Linked DNA regions of Mus musculus: all the other regions are linked to region 3. The links are chromatin contacts, called in public HiChIP or PLAC-seq maps. All regions are on one chromosome and are shown on one strand. The core of a region is the stretch at or near the end of the contact, and the rest is flanking DNA. Distances in the headings are between cores, read along the strand shown. Region 1 holds the start of Hand2 (heart and neural crest derivatives expressed 2). Region 2 holds the start of Hmgb2 (high mobility group box 2). Region 3 overlaps Cep44 (centrosomal protein 44).

Region 1 (4,329 bases), core at 1,374-3,873, 790 kb before region 3:
AAGTTAAGCTGGTTTCCAGTGCTTTGGTTACCGCCGAGGCCTTCTCTCCAGATGCTCAAGGACCCAGTCAGCAAGTTTATAAACAAATGGCCGATTTCTAGCCGGCTATGGTGAAGCCTAGGTTCTTATTTTTCCCTTCCTGCTATTGCAGGGGAGAAAGCAGAGGCCAGCGCTTAATCTGCCCTCTGTTTCAATAGCGAACCCATATCCAAAAGCCCCTCTGCTCTGGCCTGGGTTTCTCCCGCCAGCCAGCAGCAGCTCTGTACATTGAGTTCAGCAGTTTGTCTCCTCCAGGGCCCTTGAAATCTCTGGTTATTCGGAAGTCCATTCCATTATGCATGAATCAAAGGGCTGCAAGCGGCAAAGGAGAAAATCTCCACAAATGGAATTGTTTCTTAGGTTCTTCCTGGTCATGCCCTATCCAGAACTCCATTACTTTACCGGCAGTTGGTAGGAATCCGAGAACACTTTAAGTGGCTCGGCATAACTTCATGTTAGAGTTGATAACAATGACCACAATGTGCATAACTTTTACTCTTCAAGTGCACAAACTCACTCAAATAAACTTAGAAACACTCGCGAATTACTTAGGGGAGAATTTACGCTCTAACATTATTGCCAAAGAGAAACTAAAGCTGTACTTGTACGCTAGAAGTTAAAGGTACTTAATGTTTACCGTTACCTCCCGCGTGCCCTAGCAATGTGAAGGAGCATAACGTTTTCTTAGAGTCAGAGGCAGCCTCGGTTTTGGAATGGGGGATGCGACCAATAGTGGAGTCACTGGAACCGAGAGGTCATTAGGTAACTTATTTTAGAAATATTTAGAAGAAAAGTTGGGTTGGCGGTCAAAGATAGCTTTAATGAACACAGAATGAGGGGACCTGGCCAGTGTGACTGGGAGATTGGTGAGCTCCTACATTTTGGAAGGTCGGTCCTAAATGGAGAGAGGAGCTTGCAACTTCGAAGGAAGACATTCTGCTGCTGACATCCTCCTGTCTTGCTTTTGAGGAAACCATCCCTACTCCACAACCTGGCTCCCTACGCAAAGAATGTGGCACACAATTTCTCAGCCTGAATGGAAAGACCAGAACAGCGGTCCCAAGAACCCCGAGTCCCTCACCAGCCTCGATCCCTTAGTACTGACCAGCTCTTTCTTCCTCTTCTCCTCTTTCACGTCGGTCTTCTTGATCTCCGCCTTGAAGGCCTCCGCCTCTCCGTTCTGGTCGTCCTTGGCCAGCAGATCCATGAGGTAGGCGATGTAGCTGGTGGCCAGGCGCAGTGTCTTGATCTTGGAGAGTTTGGTGTCGGCGGGCACGTTGGGGATGCACTCGCGCAGCTCGGCGAAGGCGCTGTTGATGCTCTGAGTCCTGCGCCGCTCCTTGCGGTTGGCGGTGCCCCGGCGCTTCACCGGGCGCGGCCCCCCCAGGCCGGGAGGCCCGGCGCCGGGCGGCACTCCCCCATAATGGGAGTGGTCCAGGCCCGCGGCACCGCTGGCGTACTCGGGGCTGTAGGACAGGGCCATACTGTAGTCGGGGGGCGACATCTCCGGGTGGCCAATAAGCCAGCCGTGGAAGTAGGGGTTCTCCTCGTGGCTGCAGCGGCTGGCGGCGGCGGCGGCAGCGGCGGCGGCGGCTGCGGCGAATGGGTAGCCCTCATGGTGCACCACGGGGTGGTGGGGAAAGCCCCCCACCAGACTCATCTCGCCTTCCGTGGCCCTCCACGCGCCCCAGCGTGCGCGCAGCCCCGCCGCGCCCTCCGATCGGGCTCCGACCTCGGCGATCGGCGGCCTTCCCCACCCCCCACCCCCCAACCCCCGGGCTCCCGGGCCGGCCCTGCAGCCGCAGAGGGGGCCGCTGCAGCCCGGGGCCCGCGCCTGGCCCGCCGGGCCCGCCTCAGCTGTGCCGCGGCCGCCGGCTCCCCATGGGGCGCGGCGAGCTGGTCCCGGCACGGTGCGCCCTTGCTGGCCGCCGCCGCCCGCCCAGCTCTACAGCCCGCGCGCCGGCTCCCGCGTTCCCCGCTGCAGCGACCAGGCAGAGCGCTCCGGTGCTCATGCAAAAGTGCCGGCCGGCTCCCGCGAGGCAGTCCCGCAGACGCCGGCCACGGGACTCCTGACTCCGAAGATGACCTGGAATCCGGGGCGAGTCCAAGCTGGGGCTGCAGGAGCCGGCCCGGCTGTGCCGGGAGGCGGCGGGGTCGCAGCTTAGCGTGGAGCTACCTCGGTGCGACCCTCCCCCTTCCTGCCCCTTCCCCTCCCCCACCAGCTCGATCTGGGTTCTTGGGCGCTTATTGTTTTAATAAAAATTATTTGGTTGTTGTTTTGGTCCTTGAGTGTGATTTGTTTTTAAAGCTGTAAGGAACGTGTCCGTCCTCGCTCCTCAGGCTCTCTCGGAGGCTTTGCAGAGAGGTCTCAGCGCATCCATTTTCTAAGATCCTCTCCTCTCCGGACAAGAATCTTGGGCCCTTGAAGGCACCTCGGAGCTGGGAAGCGGCGAATGGACTCTCGGAGGGGTGTGCTCAGACAGTGGCCGCGGAAGCTCCTGGGTGGCAGCGGCGGCGGTTCTCTTGGGCTGGACGCGGTGAGGGGAGCAAGCCGATTTTCCCAGCAAGATCTCCATGTACAGCTACATCTTTAGGGCCGCTCGGGTTAATATATGTCGTCAGAGGCTCCTCACGCCAATCCCGGGGCGGCGGGGGCGGCGCCTCGCGCTCTCCGCAATAAAACTTTTTGATGTTCACGTTGCTAATTGCCGAGGTCCTCTTCTAGGATTGGTTGTCCACTCATAACCATAAGATAATTAAAACGGGGGGGGGCAGGGTAAAAAAAAAACCCTTTTATCAGCCATAGGTTAATGCAAGTGTTTAACAGATGCTTCGCTATTAAAATATTTCCCCCCAATACTGAAGAATCTTAAACCAGGTACAGTATTATTTCGCTTTCTTTTCTGATTACAGGGGTGGGGTGAATAGAGAAAGGAACGCAGATTATGCCTTTTCAAGTGTTTTGTAGGTAACCGAGGCAGAAAACTGAGCCGACAGTCTCCTATAGTTTTGTGCTGGGCTGGGGAGGGGATTTGGGGTGGGTGGTGGTGGCGACAAGAGTCTGGAGGTGGCGGTATGGAATCCCATTAAGGTGCGATTGGGAGTGAGCCGAGTCTCTTTGACCAGGCTAGAGCGCCAGCGCTCCTCTGACCCGGCACACTTTGGCAAAGTTGCAGTGGCCTGTTTGCTTAGGCACTGAAGTGGATGACCCAAGTTAGGATGACAACTTGCAGAGAACGCGGATGAGACCTTCAGTTTGTGCCCACACTCATTTGCAGCAACCCTAACAGAGATTGCGAAGATTTTCAAAGTGGGGCACCTCGATTTCTCGAATCTGTGGTGTGGCGAATATCCGTGTTCCTCCTGCTTAACTAGCCTGTTTGGTAAGTAACTGAATAGTTTTTACAGCGTGTTCGGAGCTTATTTTCTAGTTTTTATGAACAAACATATAAATATATCTCTGCATTCCTGCCTCCCTCATAAAAGCGGGCATCTGTGGAAAGCAGGTTTAGTTATCGGAGGGGAGCCATTAAACGGACGTTTAAGAGACAGGCAGGGAGGAAGGCTCGTGGATGTTTAGACTGCTTGCCTTGGCGATCTTGAACGCATTAGAACGGAAAATGGATCTCCACTTGTAAGTTAGCGGGCCTCGGGGCACCTAGGAGATTCCCCAGCAGCGCGGGATAGGGGCGGTCAGTGGAAGGAGGCAAAACCACCCTCCGGCTGGCCTGTATGAGGATCTCTTCTTTTCACTCACACGAAGAAGGTCCCTGTGTAATAGGGTGTCAACAGAAGCCCTTAGGCTGTAAATTTGATCACACCGATAGCTGGCCTTGGACCTGAGGAGGCAAGCAGAGGGGACACAAGTGACTCCCACCGTTGGCATCGCTTTTTGGAGGCAGAAGCACTCTGGTCCCAGACATTAAAGAGAACCCCAAGTTAAGAATCCTGCATGGACAGTCCTTCCCATGTCCCTAGAGTCTGTCTGGCTGTTATTCTGTCTGGAAGGCCACATCAGAAGGAATCGGAGAGCCCATCTTCTTGCTCCCAGGGTACCCGAGCTGAGACCTAACTGCCCTGTGGTAATCTCACGGAGGAAAAAAAAAGACTTTAGAGCTGGGTGGTGGGAGAGGGGGAGAACTTAAAGGTTGTGGCCTTTCTTCTGTTTGCAAGGGGTCAGTTTTCCAGGCCAGCCCCCAGCAGAGGGTCAACTAAGACAGAGCAAATTCAGGATGGGGAGTAGCTGGACCTAGTCTTGCTGGTTAGCTCAGAGGCTTGAGTTTGATGGCA
Region 2 (4,292 bases), core at 551-3,050, 980 kb before region 3:
AGGCAGGAAATTTGCAAGGGCCACAAAACACAGTATCACAAGGTGAACTTGTCTGTACTGCTCAACTTTCATCTGGGGTTTCCAAAAACTGACAGGCAGTGGTTAACAAATATCCCAAGTTCCTACAGCTGACATATATCATATAGAAATATCAGTTATTATTTAAAAGGCACCGTACCTTTTCATACTTCTCCTTTAGTTTAGCTGCTTTCTGCTCATACGGTTGTTTATCTTTGGCAGATTGCTCAGACCACATCTCACCCAGTTTCTTCGCAGTATCTCCAATAGACAGGCCTGGGTGTTCAATTTTGATCTTTGGGCGATTTTCAGAGCAAAACAGGAAGAAGGCAGACCTGCAAGGAAGCAAGAGTTAACAAATAGAGGACGATGGGGGCTGGGGGGGCGATGGGTTCGTTAGTTCTCAGATCAACTTACGGTGGTCTCTTCGGAGCATTGGGGTCTTTTTTCTTTCCTTTCTTATCCCCTTTGGGAGGAACATAGTTCTTCATCTCCCTGTCATAACGAGCTTTGTCGCTCTTGGCCAAATCTTCAAACTTGGACTTTTCCTTTGCAGACATGGTCTATGGGGCAGAAAAAACGAGTCAATCGGCAAGGACTTCAAAGCTCCTAGCTGTCCGAGTAATAAAGAAAGTGGATAAACAAATAAGTCGAGTCAATCTGTAAACTCTGAGGCATTTGCATTAAGGGCGCCCTCGGCTTGGAGACCAACCTTTAAAACCCTCGGGTCCCCAGGGTGGCAAAAGCTCGCGCGCTCCCTGGTCCCTGTCGTCCCCCCCCCCCATCCGACCCGCCCCCGCCCGCGGGGACCCGCCAAAAGCAGCCCGGAAACGGCCTGCAGCCGGGCACGCGCGCCGCCCGCCCTCCCTCCCTCACCTTCCATCTCTCGGAGCATTTCTTGGAGAACTCGGCGAAGTTCACCGACGAGTCGGGATGCTTCTTCTTGTGCTCCTCGCGGCAGGTCTGCACGAAGAAGGCGTACGAGGACATTTTGCCCCGCGGCTTGTTGGGGTCACCCTTGCCCATGACGACGGCGCGGCGTCTGTCTACCTGCCGAGGAGAAAGCCGTGTCCGGACCGGGGACCGGGGTGGGGACCCGCGGGGAGGGGGCTGCAAGGAGTGAGGAGCGTGGGGGAGGGGAGCGGGGACAGCGGGGAGGGGGGGGATTCCGCTCCGCTTCCCGCCTAAACCCCGCGCGCCCCCGCGAGCGAGCGCGGGAGCGCGCGCCCCGGCCAGGCCCGGCCCAGCCCAGCCCCAGCCGGCTCCGACCCGCCCGACTCGCCCGCCCGCCCGCGCCTCAGCCCCTCGCCCGGAGGCCGAAAGCCGCCGCCGGCCGCGCGCCCTCCCTGACAGAAAAGCCGCGCGCCTTACACTTACACAAGCCACCGCGAGACCCACAGCCAATCCAGTTTTTAAGAAAGAGACAGAGAGAAAGAAAAAGAAACGCGGCCGGGCTCAAGGGCTTTCTGGCCGCCCTCCATGGCCCCGGCCCTCACCCAAAGACTCGGCCGCCCTCTAAAGCCGCCGAAGCCGCCACGCCGAAGCCCGGCAGACGTCCCCCCACGTCTACGCGTTAAGAGCCAGGCCGCCAAGCCCCGGGCCTCCCGGCCGAACCTTACCTGCTGCGAGCGCTGCTTCCCTCAGACCTCCGCAGAGAGACTTCCTTCCCCAAGCTCCGGCGAGAACTGGTTTCTCGCTAACGCAATCCCCAGCCTCTTGTTTTGCAGAGTTCTCCGCGCCACGGCAACTTGACCAGACCAGTCGCGGGCCACACCTCCCTCCGCTCTGATTGGCTGTGGAGGATTATTCAAACCCGGAGAGTCCCCGCCCCCCCACGGAGAAGGCTTCCGATTGGTGGGTGTCTGGCCAGGCCCGTCCCTCCAGGCTAAGCCTAGCAGGTTCGGTGGGTCTCCCAGGTCGTTAACTCCCAGACCCGTTGGAACCGGTCTAGAGAGGAATGTACTGCTCGGCCCTGATTGGCGGCAGGAAAAGCGTTTGAAAAATGGCGGGCCCGCTGCTGATTGGCCATGAGGGTGGGGCAGGCCCCGAGAGGAACTGCCCCGGCCAGATTTAAAACTAGCAAGGAGGGCGCCTGGCGCTAAACTCTTCAGGTGATAAAGATGGCTCCGAGGTGACTAAAGGCGCTAGGCCAGCCGCGGTTTGGATGCCGTGGCCTGCCTGGGGCTCAGCTACGAGTTCACGAAATAAAAAAATGGGAAGAAAGTGGGGAGCCCGCGGCGCGGAGCCATGATGAGGCCGAGGTGGAACCGGAGCACGGCGGGCGGGGAGCCTCAGACTGTGCGGAGAGTCTCACGGACTCCTAGCCGCGTCCCCTAGTGATTTAAAAATAAATAAAGTAGCCCTCGCCCTCCGATCGGAGCCATGCCTGCCTCCGCGCCGGGACGGCGTCTTCCACAGCTGACCCGCCTAAGATCTGCGGGTTGGCCGCACTGCACCCCAACACTTCGCGGGCGCGGGTGGGAGGCCAGGGTCCCTCACCTTGCCGGTCAAGCTGCTTTCCGGGGAAGGAGGGCTCGGTCCTAACAGGCCATTTCTGCCTTGTGATTTGGCTGTGGAGAGCTCTTTCCCCCCCCCCCCCCTCGCAGATTGACGCGTATGTGGCACCGCTGTTTTCACGGATTTTCAATGTTTTCTACCCCCAGCAACTTTGCTTGCATTTGCGGGGCTGCCCTCCTGTTTGGTTCCTGTGTGAGGATCATTTTCGATAGTGCTTAAGGACTTAGCGGTTCTTAACTTTCTTTTTAAAAAGTAGACTTGAACGTTGTGTTTTTCTTGGAAATGGATGATGGTTCAGCATTGCGAATATACTTAATGCCGGCAAACAGTGGTCCGCCTTTATGTTCTACGACAATAAAAACAATAAGGTGCCAGTTAGGTGTGGGGGCATATTTTCCCGCTTTAAGGGTACCACCAGATTTGTTTTTTTGGTTTTTGGTTTGCTTTTTGTTGTTGTATGTTTTGGTTTTTCAAGATAGGGTCTCCTGGCCGGTGTGTAGCCTGGCTGTCCTGGAACTCACTAAATACTCCAGACTGACCTTGAACTCAGAATTCACCTGCTTCTGCCTGGGATTAAAGGGGTGTACCACCATACCTGGCTAAGGTGTCAGAATTTTGTTAATCGTAATGCTTATAAATTGTGTCTACCTGAAATCTTACATCTAATAAATGACAGTTGCAACTAACCTATAAACCAGACACGCACAGTCAAGCTCACCAAACCTGAGTGTATTATTCAAATAGCATTGTAAGTGAAATTACTGATGCACTACACGTTTACATCATGTATTTAAGTGTTACGTGTACCAGGGTTCTCTAGCGAAACAAAACCAATAGACTGAATCTATATGTAGGAGATTTATTAGAACGACTTATAGGCTGTGGTCCAACAATGGCTGACTAACAGTGAAAGGTCCAAGAAGCCAGAAGTTGTTCAGTCCACAAGGCTGGATGTCCCACATGGTTTTCAGTATAAGCAGAATCCTGAAGAAGTAGGCTCTAATGGCAGTGAAGTAATTTCTAGGAAGAGCAAGAGCAAGCAAGCATTCTTTTTTCATGTCCTTTATAAGGCTGCTAGAAGAAGGTGTGGCCCATATTAAAGATGGATCTTCCTGCCTCAAAAAAAATCAGGGTTAAAAGTGGATCTTCCACTTTAAATGATTTGGGGGGGGGGGTGTTTCGAGACAGGGTTTCTCTGTATAGCTTTGGCTGTCCTGGAACTCACTCTGTAGACCAGGCTGGCCTCAAACTCAGAAATCCACCTGCCTCTGCCTCCCAAGTTCTGGGATTAAAGGAATGTGGTTTTTTGTGTGTTTGTTTTTTGATTTGTTTTGCTTTTGTTTTTTTGGTTTTTCGAGACAGGGTTTCTCTGTAGCCCTGGGTGTCCTGGAACTCTCACTCTGTAGACCAGGCTGGCCTCGAACTCAGAAATCTGCCTGCCTCTGCCTCCCAAGTGCTGGGTTTAAAGGCGTGGGCCACCATGCCCGGCCACTTTAAGTGATTTAATTAAGGGGGGAAAATCCCTCACAGGTGTACCCAGCTACTTTTTTGGCTTTAAAGTTAATTTCAGATGTAGTCAAATTGACAACCAATAGTCTTTAGCATCACATGTGGTTTGGCATTTCTTTTACAAGACAATCATGTCGTAAAGTAGATTGTACTTATATAAAAGTTGCATATTTATTCAAGAAATGTTGACTCTGCCAAGCACTGAGTTTAGTAGTAGAATTGGGAAGATGAAGTGTGGTTGTGGTGGC
Region 3 (4,101 bases), core at 1,299-3,798:
GGCTACTTATATATATTCTATATTTAAGAATTCTGTATATAATTTTAATATACGATAGTTTTTATTAAGAATTTGGATTCTATTTGATATGTGAGCTTTTTCATTCTTAAATAAATACTTTTAATATTTTAAGCTGTATATGTGCCGATTTTCTCTTCCAGTTTTCTTGGCAAAACTTTCTGTCTCAGTATATTGCTCTTACAGTGTGAAGTCATTACAGCACGCTCTGTAGTTTTGTGTTGACATTCACTGGCAGTGAGCTAGGTAATATGTTTTTGAAAGTATGGGTTGGAAGACATGGTCTGCATCTTGCTGGAGATAGTCCAACTGGGACTTGCATATTGTACTCAGGAGGCTCTCATATGTACAATCTTAGCGTATGTGTTGGTGAACCAGTTGTAACGCTCACTGAAAACTAAACAAATCTAGTTCTTCATGGGTAGTCAGTGCTGCTTTATCACTGCAGTGGTGACAGCGGGCGTCTTCTGTGTGTTTGCTGAGGGAACTGTGTCGGGTGTGTGAATACTCTGCTCTATAACCCTAGACCGTCAGCCCCGACCCAGATGCTGGCCCTCCATGGGATATGCAGTGGAGGTGCTCTGCACTTTCTAATGATGGATCGTTAACAACGTTTAAGGAGAGGAAAGGTCTTAAAGTTAAAGTGAAAGAAAATCAAAGTCACTGAGAAAGTTACTATGTGAATACCTTCTAACGTTGTAAATGAATATATAGCAATAGTAATTCTGGGTAATAGTCAAAATTATAGGAAGTTATCTTTTTATTTTTTACATCAGTCACCTCATTATACTGTATAATTTTATTTTAATGTTAAGTAGAAAATTAAGCTATAACTAGAAATAACTTGAGGAAAACTTTAGTATTCTAAGAAATGTTTAATGTTTACACTTTTAAAGTGTAATCTTTTATGTTAGCATTTAGAAGCATACAACCTTGAATTTAGTAACATTTCCAAAGCATATCTAGAATTCATGTTTTTTGAATTTCCAGGTCACTTAAGTTAGAAAAATGAAGAGAATTCAGTTGTGAAATGCTGTTATGTCCCCAGTATGAGAACCAGCATGGACTCACAGCGCCACCTTGTGGTCTCCACGCCACTCCGTTGGCTTTTAATAAAACAAATGAATCCTCATAAAACTCCAGATTTTTGAAAAAGAACATCTTTCAAGTTTTTCTGTTGAAAGATAGAATAAAATTGTTTCTGTCCCTTTGTCTCTGTCCTCCTCTTTTCTCTTATCTGTTTTGGTAAGTTAAATTTTTACAAATGACAACTTGTCTTTATAATAGGCATTGAGTAATAGAGTAATACACTATCTCAGTGAGAGGGGGAAGAAATATACTTTGTGAGAGAAAATCTTATTAAATAGATCTAAGAATAATACACTTTGAACTAAATGAATCAAAATAGTCACACAAGAGAACCATTGACCCCACAAAGTGCTATGTAAAGAAGGGAGAAGAAAAACCTGGGAATTTATGTGCTAGGAGGTCTCTATTGAAGTCAGGAAAGCTCAGATCTATTTTTCTATTTGAAAATGTAGCTACATACATTTGAAGGTCAAGTGATCTTCACTGAAAAAAGGAGATTAGTTCTGCCCCTGACCCCACAAAAACCTGCAGTGCAAGCCTTTACCCACCCAGCCACGGCACAGTTCGTACAGTTATCTGCTTTTTGTGTAGTATCATTTATGTTCGGATTTTACAAATTTATTGTCTCACTCCAAAGTCCTCACCACAGACAGCAGCGGTGTCAACAGACCTGTAAGGTCCTATGGTGACTGTAAGCAGCCACAAGGTCCTGAGGAGGTGACCCTATGGTCCAGACAGCTACCATTTCCTTTTCTCTGTCATATCCCATAAATACAAAATGAGATGGACTATTTCTAATCTAATAGATATAAAATATAGAAAACAATAGATATTAAATAAAACAGCAGAAACTAGAAATTAGGAACAAATTTTCTTATGGTGTTTTATAACAACTTAAAAATTAATACAAATTAAAAAAAATGTATAGTAGTATTGTATACTTACCAAGAGACTTACTTTAAAAACAACCTCTAAAATAAAAGTTTGACTCACTGAAATTGTTGAAGAGATGGAAATAATTATCTTCCTTTAGAAAATGCTTTCTTGGGCTAGGAAGCTGACTTGGTGATAAAGAGCACGGTTCCAGAAGGCTTGGATTCAATACCCAGTACCCACATGGCCGCTCACAAGTGTCTGTAATTCCAGAGCTAGGGGATCGACAGCCTCTTACAGACACACATGCAGGCAGCACATTAATACGCATCAAATGAACCATTAGAAAATGGTTTCAGGGCATTTGATAGTGGCTTTTTCATAATAAAGCAGCCCCTTTGGTTAAATGAAGATCATGAGGAAGGTGTGATTTCATCATTTACCCTCAGCTAACTGATTTTCATAGAGTCTGTCCCTTAAAATGGTTACTTGTCAGTAGTAGCTTGTTCTGCCCTGGAGCCATCGTGCATTTTTTCCTTATGCTGAGAAGCCAGGAAACAGCTGTGAATGGTCTGGCTGAGAATGTGCAGAAATACTGCAAGGAATGTGGAAGGAAAGTACCAGGCAGGATTGAAAAGTGACATCAAAGCCAAGGACTGGGTGCGCCGAAGAAGGCAGCTCTGTCCTGATGTTGTAATGGGAAGTTATAACCGGGCATACATACCACATAAAACTTAAAGGCCGTCTTAGGCCGCTCTGCCTACAGAGCTCCCTGGAATTGATCAGCACCTGAGGAAGCATTAAAGACTAGAAGGACCTTGTCAGTTTTATACACACCAGCACTTGCCTTTTAGCTCAAATGACATTGCAGCTTTAATTTTTAAATGTCTAATCCCAGGTTGTCTTTCATTTTCTCAGAGACTGAGTGCAGACTGAGTAAGATAGCGTGGGTAGCGTGAAACGTTAAACTGCAAAACCAGGGCTTAACTGCTGTGTCTCTTGAGCTTCTGCACTGAAAATGACAGGTTTCTCATTAGCAACAGACGCCTAGAAACAGGACAGGGCCGACAGCAACAGCCCTGTTGAGAACACTCAAATTGTCTTTTATTGGGAATTCTTGAAAATCTAGACTTTTGTCGTGATTTTTTAGGGATACTTGTAGGACCAAGGGCCACCCATGCCTCTTTCCCTATCAGATGCTCTAAATCACCAAATTGAAATTTCTCTTTCCCTCGTTTTTGAAGTACCATGTTTAAAGCTAGCCTCCCCCATTAGAGAAGTGTCTAGTAGTGTGCTAACATCCAAGCTCTTTTATTTCCATGAGCTGAGGTCCTGCTAAGATAGTGAGGCTACCCTTGTGTGATTCTCCTGCTTTGTATTCCCTAGAAGCTAGAATCCTAGGAAAGGACCCTCATGGTCCACACGTGTGTGTGTGTGTGTGTGTGTGTGAGAGAGAGAGAGAGAGAGAGAGAGAGAGAGAGAGAGAGAGAGAGAGAGAGAGAGAGAGAAAGAGAGAGAATGTGTGTGTTTATTTGTATCTGATAGGATTTCTCTGTGTTGCACACATTGTTCGCAAATCAGCAACCTACAGATTGAAAACTTCACTACCCCTACATCTGATAGAGGGCTAATATCCAAAATATATAAAGAACACAAGAAGCTATCCTCCAAAAAGTGAAACAGCCCAATCAAAAAATGGGGTGTAGAACTAAACAGAGAATTCACAGTAGAGGAGAATGGTCAAGAAGTACTTAAAGAAATGTTCAAAGTTCTGAGTGATCAGGGGAATGCAGATCAAAACAGCTCTGAGATTCCACCTTACACCAATCAGAATGGCTAAGATCAGGTGACAGCCGATGCTGGTGAGAATGCAGAGAAAGAGGAACACTCCTCCATTACTGGTGGGATTGCAAACTGGTACGACCACTCTGGAAATCAATCTGGAGGTTCCTCAGAAAGTTGAAAATAGATCTACTTGAAGACCCAGCTATACCATTCCTGGGCATATACCCAAAAGATGCCCCACCATGTCACAGGGGCACATGTTCCACTATGTTCATAGAAGCTTTATTTGAGATAGTTAGAAGCAGGAAATAACCCAGATGTCCCACAATGGAAGAA

The links. HiChIP or PLAC-seq counts read pairs in DNA pulled down with a chosen protein or histone mark.
Region 1: an H3K4me3 HiChIP or PLAC-seq map of embryonic limb bud shows a contact between it and region 3, with 6 times the contacts expected there. The contact joins the promoter of Hand2 here to the enhancer-like site in region 3. A contact is called at or near these places in 3 of 39 promoter capture datasets (embryonic stem cells, hippocampal neurons and second pharyngeal arch cranial neural crest), 7 of 484 Hi-C or Micro-C datasets (B cells, the N1E-115 cell line, cerebellum and 4 more), 11 of 115 datasets of contacts at active chromatin or transcription factors (craniofacial prominence, embryonic forebrain, embryonic hindbrain and 6 more) and 2 of 9 other capture datasets (embryonic stem cells and embryonic tail).
Region 2: an H3K4me3 HiChIP or PLAC-seq map of embryonic limb bud shows a contact between it and region 3, with 7 times the contacts expected there. The contact joins the promoter of Hmgb2 here to the enhancer-like site in region 3. A contact is called at or near these places in 7 of 39 promoter capture datasets (the 3T3-L1 cell line, cranial neural crest, frontonasal cranial neural crest and 3 more), 14 of 484 Hi-C or Micro-C datasets (CD8 T cells, the G1E-ER4 cell line, the N1E-115 cell line and 9 more), 7 of 115 datasets of contacts at active chromatin or transcription factors (bone marrow-derived macrophages, embryonic limb bud, embryonic stem cells and 4 more) and 1 of 9 other capture datasets (embryonic stem cells).

Annotation. Positions count from the first base shown.
Region 1 is chr8:57,319,277-57,323,605 of GRCm38.p6, reverse strand. Hand2 (heart and neural crest derivatives expressed 2) reads right to left here and starts at 2,623. Exons shown (of 2, transcript NM_010402.4): 1 at 1,145-2,623. The coding sequence starts at 1,699. Hand2os1 (Hand2, opposite strand 1) reads left to right here and starts at 2,747. Exons shown (of 6, transcript NR_154048.1): 1 at 2,747-2,917; 2 at 3,318-3,422.
Region 2 is chr8:57,509,351-57,513,642 of GRCm38.p6, reverse strand. It overlaps Hmgb2 (high mobility group box 2), which reads right to left and starts at 1,800. Exons shown (of 5, transcript NM_008252.3): 1 at 1,638-1,800; 2 at 895-1,068; 3 at 436-581; 4 at 179-353. The coding sequence starts at 1,044. It overlaps 2500002B13Rik (RIKEN cDNA 2500002B13 gene), which reads right to left. Exons shown (of 4, transcript NR_126553.1): 4 at 3,381-3,555.
Region 3 is chr8:56,527,553-56,531,653 of GRCm38.p6, reverse strand. Cep44 (centrosomal protein 44) reads left to right here. Exons shown (of 11, transcript NM_001009951.1): 11 at 1-132. Among named protein-coding and RNA genes, the nearest start is that of Gm24375, 8.1 kb to the right of the region's middle. Within about 2 kb of position 2,548, at least 20 of the 459 cell types and tissues checked have an H3K27ac peak or open chromatin away from gene starts, as enhancers often do. A contact at or near this core is called in the N1E-115 cell line, craniofacial prominence and embryonic limb bud, where this site is marked.